Linked DNA regions of Mus musculus: region 1 is linked to region 2. Evidence: chromatin contacts called from public Hi-C data. All regions are on one chromosome and are shown on one strand. Each heading gives the region's core, a stretch centred on a gene start, on an enhancer-like site or on the middle of the called end of the contact. The rest is flanking DNA. Distances are from core to core; before and after follow the strand shown. Region 1 holds the start of Gpr88 (G-protein coupled receptor 88). Region 2 has its middle 13 kb from the start of Gm26344.

Region 1 (4,391 bases), core at 217-2,716, 170 kb after region 2:
TGCCCAGGTAGCAGTGCAACAGCAGCGCCGTCTGCGCAAGCAGCGCTCCCGCCGCCAGGAGCGCGGGGTAGTGGACTTGCGGTGGCTCGGCTCCGGGCTTAGGAGCCCAGGGCGGGAGCAGCAGCACCAGACCCAAGGCGAGCGCCCAGGACAGTGCCAGCATGCCCACCGTGTGGCGCCGTTGGTAGAGCACCTGGTAGGTGGCAGGCGCCCTGGTGATGAGCAGGTAGCGGTTCAGCGCCACGAGGCAATGGGACAGAAGGGACACAGTGAGCCCGAGGCCCAACAACCCGCCCCGGAGCAGGCGGTAGCTGCCTCCGCCACCGTCCCAGTCCCCCGGGGGCTCCGCGGAGCCCGAGGGCAGGAGCCCCAGCACCGCCTCCTGTGGCATCCAGAGGGCGCAGACGCTGAGATCCGCGGCGCAGCCATTCACGATGAAGGCGTTGCTGGTGGTCTGCAGCTTTCGGAAGGACGACACGAGATAGATGACCATACCGTTGGCCAGCGTGCCCCCGATGGCCAGGCCCGAGTACAGGAGAGACACCGGGATCCGCCGGCCCGCCCACGATTCTTCTTCCTCGCAGAGCAGCAGCAGCGATCCCCCGGTAGTGGTGGAGGTCGAAGTGGAGGAGGAGTTGGTCATTCTGGCCAACTCTTCACACCTCGCGCCCTAGCGTTGGCTTCGTGTAGCGTGGCCCATCCTGGCACTTGCCTGCTGGGAGGGCAAAAACATTTCTTCAGCCCGCTGTCACCGACACAAAAGGCTGAAGCCGAATAATGGGCTGGAGGAGGGGGAGAAGGGAGGGAGGTGAAAAAGAACAGGAGAACGGGGGTGGCAGATGACAGGTGCCTGCCTCAGAAATGTCTCCGATGACAGAGAAGGTCCGCTTTACACTCAGCAAGCAGCAGGGAAGCCCTAAGGTCATATCCACACCTAGGACAGTTTCCCCAAACACACACACACACACACACACACACACACACACACACACACACACGAGTTGGGAATGTGTGTTGCCAGCCGGAGCTCTCTTTACCGAGAGAAAGTAGATATCTCCTAGCTGGGAAAAACGCCAAAGAGAGGGAGTAGAGGTACCTTGATTTGGGGCCAGTCCTTAGCTGGTGATAGCAGAGGGAGAGATGCCAGGAAATACCTCCTCGGCAGCAGCATCTGTGGTCCAGAAGTCAACAGGAGAAACTGAGCTGGGACCCGTGCCAGGAGCAAGCGCCTTGCTTCTCCCGTGCAGCATCCCCACACATGGTCCCAGGCAGGAGCCAACAGCTGTGGGGAGTCTCCTCAGCTGGCAGTAGAATTGGAGAAAGTCAAGCGGTAGGCTGCAAGCCCAGAAGGGTGGGCAGGCAGGCAGCAGCAGCGAAGATGCCTGGCTACAAGAGCAGAAGAAACTGAGCTGGAGAGGAGCGCACCCTGTGCTCCAAGCAAGAGCGCTGGCTGATGTGGCAAACCCACTTGGAGCCTCTCCTGCTCAGTTATCCATCACCCAGGGAGAAGACAGCCTTTCCCTGCTTCATGAATTATTCAGTAACTGCTAACTTGTAAAAGAGAAAAATACCTTTTTCAGAGAATCCTGTGGTTAACAAATCTCTCTCTCTCTCTCTCTCTCTCTCTCTCTCTCTCTCTCTCTCTCCATTCTGTCTCATTTTTCACTCTGCCTGATTTTTTTTTCTTTCCTTCCTTTTTTTCCTCTCCTTTAAATGTTAGAGTAAAATTTCATCTCCATCTGAATCATCCTGGAGGTAAGACTTCTTTTCTCAGAGATAAATATACCCCAGTACAATTTCAGAGAAAATTACCTTACATTTGAATTGAAATTCAGCCACATACACACACACACACACACACACACACACACACACACCCTTGGCAAAGTGGGACATGAGTAATTAGCTACAGAAAATATGCGAGCCTTAGCTCAAATCATAATTTCAATTCCTTTTCCCATCGCTAGACACCTCTCCTCTTGGCTTGTGTTTCGGCGGGATGAGAGAAGTGTGAGTACCATAGTCAGGCGATCTAAAGATGGAGTCCATCGTCCAGCTAGACAATGGAACACCAGTTAGCAATGAAGAGGAATCATCTGTCAAGACATAAAACACCTAAGGAAACCGGAAATGCTTGTTATTAAGCAAAAGAAGCATCTGAAAAGGCTGCGCACTGCCCAAGCCCAACTGTATTCCATACTGGGAAACGTAAAACTGCAGGGACCACCAGCTGTCGGGAGGGGGGGGGGGGGGGCTAGGGACCGGGAGGTGGAATACAGGGCAGGGAAACTACTCTGGATGGTACTCTGATGGTGGAAAACATCACTGTACGTTTGTCCAAACCTACTAGATAAACACCCAGAGAACCTGTGTGTAAATTATGGGGTCAATGTAAACGTGTCAGGATGCTTCATCGATTGTGACAAATGAGCCAATGTAATGGAAGATATGACAACTGGGAAGTTGTGTGTGTGCTGAGTAGGAACTGTGTGGTGATCCCTCTCCTCCTCCTCCTCCTTCTTCCTCTCTCTCTCTCTCTCTCTCTCTCTCTCTCTCTCTCTCTCTCTCTCTTTCTCTCTGAACCTGCACGGCTTTTGCTAGGCTGGCTGGCCACTGATCTCCAAGAATCTTCTGTTCCTGCTCTCCCAGAGCTGGGATTACTGATATGTGCCACCATGCCTGGCTTTTTATGTGCGCACTTTGGATCTGAACTCAGGACTGATACTTGTTTGTCAGGCACTTTACTGCACCCTGTCCCCAGAACACACTCAGCAACTTTTATTCAGGCCTGCTGTGATTATTAAACTAAAGTTTAAAGCCTATTTTTGAATAGTGGGTGTTGGGGAAAAGCAATTTCCCTGAAGACTCCATAGGATGAATGAGAAGGACCTCTGAGCTTTTCATGATATGGGATGTCATGGAGACTCACACTCAGGACTCAAATCTGCTTTGGTACAAGTGTTGGTTTCCCTGTGCACTTGGGAACTTCTCCCCGAAAGGTACACCCAACACCCCAACAACAACAACCAAAGGTTGTTTACTTACAAATTTAACATAAAAGAGAAGACTGGTGTGTGGAGTTCCAGGTGTCCTGAATTCTAAGAAAGGCATCCTTCAGTTAGCCTTGGCAGATTATTCCTGCCTTGCTAGCAAGAAGCGTCCACTCAGTGATGTCAAAGGCCCTTTCCTTCTGGACTTTTTCTAAATCCCTGTTCACACATTTAACCTGTCTCCTCTCTGGCACTGCTTGGTACAGACCTCCTTCGTTCACATGGAGTGAGGTCCCTGGCCATGAGTCATGAACCTCTCCCAGTCCAACCTTGAGGATTTATTTCAGAAGGGAAAGAGGAATATACCTCCCCTTACTATTCCTTTTCAAATCTGATTTTTTAAAAAATAAATAAATAAAACCAGTCATGTTGATGACTGTGAAGAACTCTGGTGATGCCAGCAAGCAGGCTCTGATGGATTTAACTAGATCAGGCTGGATTTCAGTAGAAAGAGGAAGAACTGAAAGAGAAGCCGTAGTTTGGTCTTTCTGGGGCAAAGGTTCGAATGTCCAGCCTATTGGTAGCCTGGAACGGTTGTCCCATCCTCTCCTACAGTCTTCTGCATTAAAGGCTTGAACACCTCAAACACAGCAGGGTTGCAAGAACCTCCTCCCGGATCAGCTGTAGCGCAAGCATGTCACCACACTTAAAGTTGCATTACCTCCGTCGTAACGGGATTCTGTGTTCAAATTCCAGGGTCTGGGTCTCTGGAATAAGTCGTAAGGACCCATCTCAGGGACTCCTTCCCATGAAGCCTTATTTCTGCCAAAGGCAGAACTCCTTGATTTAGCCTAAGCCTGGAAGGCCAAAGTCTTGTCTGGGTTTTGTTTTGTTTTGTTTTGTTTGTTTGTTTTTTCATTTAGATTCACTTTTGTTTTAGGTCACTGGACTTAAGTAATACAATGTAGAAGGAGTGGTTTTTTGTTTTTTGGTTTTTTTTTTTTGTTTTTTTTTTTTTTTTTTTCTGATTCACAGCACATCGCCTGGTACATGGTAGATCCTTCTTAAATGCTCTTTGGATTAATGAATAATGACCATTGGGAATTTATTTTTTCTCCTAGGGAAACATTTCCTATTGGTCCCTTTCCTAATTCCTCCAGAGGAGCTTGTCCATTTATCTCCCTGTCTGCTGTATTCTCAGCATCCCTGGGGGTTCACCACAACCCACTGAAACCTCCCCTGGACTTCGTTTCCTTCTCAGGGTGGCACAGTACAGCTCACTTCCCTTTTGTAGTGGAAGCACCTATTTTCTGCTTCGGTTTCCTGTTCTCCCACTGAGTGTCCACCCACACAGCCCTCAGTTCTCAGCACAGCTTCGGCTAAGGTCAACAGCAGCCTCTA
Region 2 (4,296 bases), core at 430-2,929:
AAGTTTACGTTTTCCTTAGGTACATACCATAGTCTAACACAGGATTTATATCCAGCTCTAATTTCAGAGTCTACAATGGTTCATCAGCGTGGTATGTGTTGTGGGGGGAAGTGGGGATTGTGTTCATCAGTAACTTAGTTTCTACCAGGGAGATGGCTAAGCAACACAGACACTTCCTCAGATGAAACTGAGATGATTTATGGGTAAATTAAGTAAACGGGTCCAGTAACCATGCTCATTGTTGTTTTTATTGTGTAGCAGTAATTTAAAAAGAGCTATTCCTCTGAGTCCTTATGGTCATGTTCTAACCATTAGCATCTCCTCAGAGTGTGAATAGCCATTGACAGCATTTATTAAACGATTACCACATATTCATCTCAATCGAGCAGGTAACTTCTTCCCCCTTCCTGCACACTAGGTCTCCGCTGCTTTTGCTTTACCCAGGACCATTTTTCAAGGCAACATCTTTGAGTTGCTCTCCACCATTTATTACGCTTAGATTGGATGCTGTAGATATATCTATGTGAGAGCATTTTCTGATAGCAAGGGCATCGCTTCATGTTTGCCTGCAAGTGTTGTTTCTCCTGACTTAATTGGAGCCATAAAGTCTAAGCAGGCAACTGCTGCTTACTCTGAAATGTTATTTATAACATAGACTTGAGAGACTCTAGGCTGTAAAAGAAGAAGGGTATGTCACGACCACGGACAAAACATTTTACTTGTATTTGTGTTCAGCTTCTTTCATTGAGTTCTCTGTCCTGGGCTCGACAGATAACTCTTTCCATAAGCACATTGCTTTACAGCAACCAGTACCAATTATTTTCAAGGTTAATGACTTTTCTGCTCTTGCCACCAGCTCCATGCTACTGGTTTCTCCCCCACTCAATTTTTCTTCCATCATAGTCTGAGTTTGTATGTTCAACCATAAATCCGAGCGTGTGCTTTATCTTTATAAATCCTTCTTGGCTTCCTGTTCCCTTCAGGGAAAGGAACCCAGTGTTGTCACCTGGCTTATAAAACATCTAACCCAGACCTAGGTTTCTCCTCAAGCTATCTTCCCTGATAGTCTTATCTAGAACTGTTTCCTTCCCCGGTCATAGGCGAATTCCAAACTGTCTTTTTTCTTTCCAGTTTATCTCATGACTTTTAAGTCTTGTGTAGATAATTTTTAAGATGCATTTTTAATTTTATGTCTATGTGTGTCTAGCCTGCATGTATATAAGTGTACCATGTGTATGTTTGGTGCCCTCAGTGCCCCAAAGGTGATAGATCCTCTGGAACTGATATTATAGATGGTTGTTTGCCACCACATCAGTTTCTGGGAACTGAACCTGGGTCCTCTGCAAGAATGGTAAGTGTTCTTAACCACAGAACCATCTCTCCAGACATCTGTGTGGCTATATTTGATTGACATGCAAAAGGATTTGTGTGTTTAATGTGTCATGTTGATGAGCTTGTAGATAAGTGTATATTCATGAAATATAAGCACACTCAGTTTGATAAACATGCCTGACTCTTCCAATTCCTTTGATTTTTTTTTCAGCTAGAAAATATCTTCAAACAGTCTCCGTTCAGCCCTTACATAAGCCATTCCTTGAAGCTGCCGGCCAAGTCCATCTGTTTAGGGGACTAGCAGAGAATTTTGTTCCGTTTATAAGATGAATTTCATTGTGCAGTAGCTTCTCTGTTCATATGTCACTTTCCTACTAAGTCAAGAGCGCCACCTAGAATATCTTACACATCTTTGCATTCTCTGTGACTTGCATAGTTTGCCATGTAGCAAGTGCTTAAAAATGGCTGCTGAATGAAGGGAGAAAATCTCCCACCTGGTTAACAAGTATACATATTACTATTCTCAGGTGATAGCTCAATAATAAGACATAGATGTCATGGTCCCGGCACAAAAATTCTGATAACTAAAGCCTCAAAAGTGTCTAACTGAGCTAAACGGGCATCTCTCCAGCAGGATTTTGACACAAATAGGTGAACAGCACTGCTCTTCTGGGCCTGCTGTCATCTCCCGTTCAGCTCCAGAACAATTGTGAAATGAGCTTTTGGCTGACACTGATGACTTAGGAATTCAAGCTCTGTGAAATGCCACCTCTGTTTCTCTTCCCATCCCCCCACAGAAGGCCCAGGAAAAGCATTAGCTCTCCCGAGTTAGAGCAAATCCCTGCAGAAGGCAGAGTTCTCGTGCCCACATGGGATCGATAAGCTTTGGAACTGTAGGTGAGCATTCTCCTTCCTCTGTCCATAACTATTCACCACCCGCTATCCTTTGCAGAATCGTTAATAAACAACAGTAAAGAAACACACACACACAAAGACACACATACATGCACACGCACCATCTATAGTCTTTGGACAAATTCTGAAAAGCTTTTGCTTCCACTTGTTAGCTTTCTCCCATCCCAAAAGGCTCACTTTAAAATCTCCCTGGTCTGGGAGGATTTCTGGACTGCTCAACATGAAACTCAAGAAGAACGAAGACCAAAGTGTGGACACTTTGCCCCTCCTTAGAATTGGGAACAAAACACCCATGGAAGGAGTTACAGAGACAAAGTTTGGAGCTGAGACGAAAGGATGGACCATGTAGAGACTGCCATATCCAGGGATCCACCCCATAATCAGCTTCCAAACGCTGACACCATTGCATACACTAGCAAGATTTTGCTGAAAGGACCCAGATATAGCTGTCTCTTGTGAGACTATGCCCGGGCCGAGAAAACACAGAAGTGGATGCTCACAGTCAGCTATTGGATGGGTCACACAGCCCCCAATGGAGAGCTAGAGAAAGTACCCAAGGAGCTAAAGGGAACTGCAACCCTATAGGTGGAACAACAATATGAACTAACCAGTACCCCGGAGCTCTTGTCTCTAGCTGCATATGTATCAAAAGATGCCCTAGTCAGCCATCACTGGAAAAAGAGGCCCTTTGGACTTGCAAACTTTATATATGCCCCAGTACAGGGGAATGCCAGGGCCAAAAAGGGGGAGTGGGTGAGTAGGGGATTGGGGGGGTGGGTATGGGGGACTTTTGGGATAGCATTGGAAATGTAAATGGGGAAAATACCTAATTAAAAAAAAAGGAAAAAAAATAATCTCAGAAAGATAAAAAATAAAATAAAATAAAATCCCCCTGGTCTGGGAGGATTTCTGGACTGCTCAACTAGTTTTATCAATGTCAATATTTTCCTCAGCTATTGCCAGTTTTGATCATGGGCTACTGCCAAAATCCATGTATCATTCATCTGTGAGTTTTCCCCCATAGACAGACTGTTTATGAGCTCATATTCCAGTGACAGAAAGCATATGGGTTGACTCATTGTCCTGTAGCCAGCCCAGCATCAACAGTTTGCCTTCACTCGGCTAATTAAACCTTCAAGCCAGATAGCCGGTTATGCTCCTTCACACGCATGGCCAGAGTGTTTGGGAACAGAGAATTCTGGTCATCTTAACAACTGGCATGCTTTATCATATGTTTATGGCTCTTTATTTCTTACAGTCTGGATAACATACACATTTGGGGGGTCGCTCCATCAGTTCAGCAGTCTCCAACACAGCTGAGTCGTCAGCCCCGAAGTGTGATAACACAGGCATGCGCATAACAGCAGCATGGACTTCCTGTTTGAATTAGCAGATAATAGTAAGCACTTTCAAGAGCTCTCATTCAAACAGCGGAGAGGATGAACTAACTACACAGTTGCTTTCTCTAATTGCTAATAAAGACACCTATCATTAGATCTCTCTGTACAATTTGGGTTGTCAAAGTTACTATCACTGAAAACAATTTTATTTTTTTGAGAAAGGGTCTTACTATGTAGCTCCCGATGCCCTGGAACTCTCTATGTAGAACAAGCTGTTTTCAGATCATATTGTAGGAAAGAGAAAGAAAGGGGGAAAGAAACGGGATCTGGAAAGATGGAAACAGTGGTAAGAAAACATTTGTCCCTCAATCGGGAAGACTCAGAGATCCCCAGGGACACATGTGTAGATGGAGGAATTCACTCTGGAGAGTGTGTGGCCACAGTGGCGCTGTTTGCTGTGCCTGTCATCTTCCAGCACTACCTTGGCTGCTTCTGTTGCTTGGATTACTGCTCTGCACAGATGGGTGGAGTTGGTGGAAGACTCAGAAGTCGTCACCAATGGGTTTGTGTGGCCTCGGCCCCAGTTTTCTATCAGTAGCCTTAGCAAATCAAAGGCCTTTTCGCAGGAAGGATTCTGAAGTGTGTGACAAAAGACGTTGTGAGATTGCTCATAAAATAATATCTGTCTTCAGAGAGTGCTGGGCCCTCA

Evidence for each region. A called contact is a pair of places that touch in the nucleus more often than the background predicts.
Region 1: a contact with region 2 is called in a Hi-C map of cortical neurons, with 2.2 times the contacts expected there. The contact joins the promoter of Gpr88 here to the enhancer-like site in region 2. A contact is called at or near these places in 2 of 39 promoter capture datasets (embryonic stem cells and macrophages), 1 of 15 datasets of contacts at CTCF or cohesin (the NIH/3T3 cell line), 5 of 484 Hi-C or Micro-C datasets (bone marrow-derived macrophages, cerebral cortex, cortical neurons and 1 more), 9 of 115 datasets of contacts at active chromatin or transcription factors (craniofacial prominence, embryonic basal ganglia, embryonic forebrain and 6 more) and 4 of 9 other capture datasets (adipose tissue, embryonic stem cells, liver and 1 more).

What each region holds. Positions count from the first base shown.
Region 1 is chr3:116,252,018-116,256,408 of GRCm38.p6, forward strand. Gpr88 (G-protein coupled receptor 88) reads right to left here and starts at 1,467. Exons shown (of 2, transcript NM_022427.2): 1 at 1,097-1,467; 2 at 1-715. The coding sequence starts at 643.
Region 2 is chr3:116,077,017-116,081,312 of GRCm38.p6, forward strand. No RefSeq gene overlaps it. Among named protein-coding and RNA genes, the nearest start is that of Gm26344, 13 kb to the left of the region's middle. Within about 2 kb of position 1,680, at least 6 of the 459 cell types and tissues checked have an H3K27ac peak or open chromatin away from gene starts, as enhancers often do. A contact at or near this core is called in cortical neurons and embryonic fibroblasts, where this site is marked.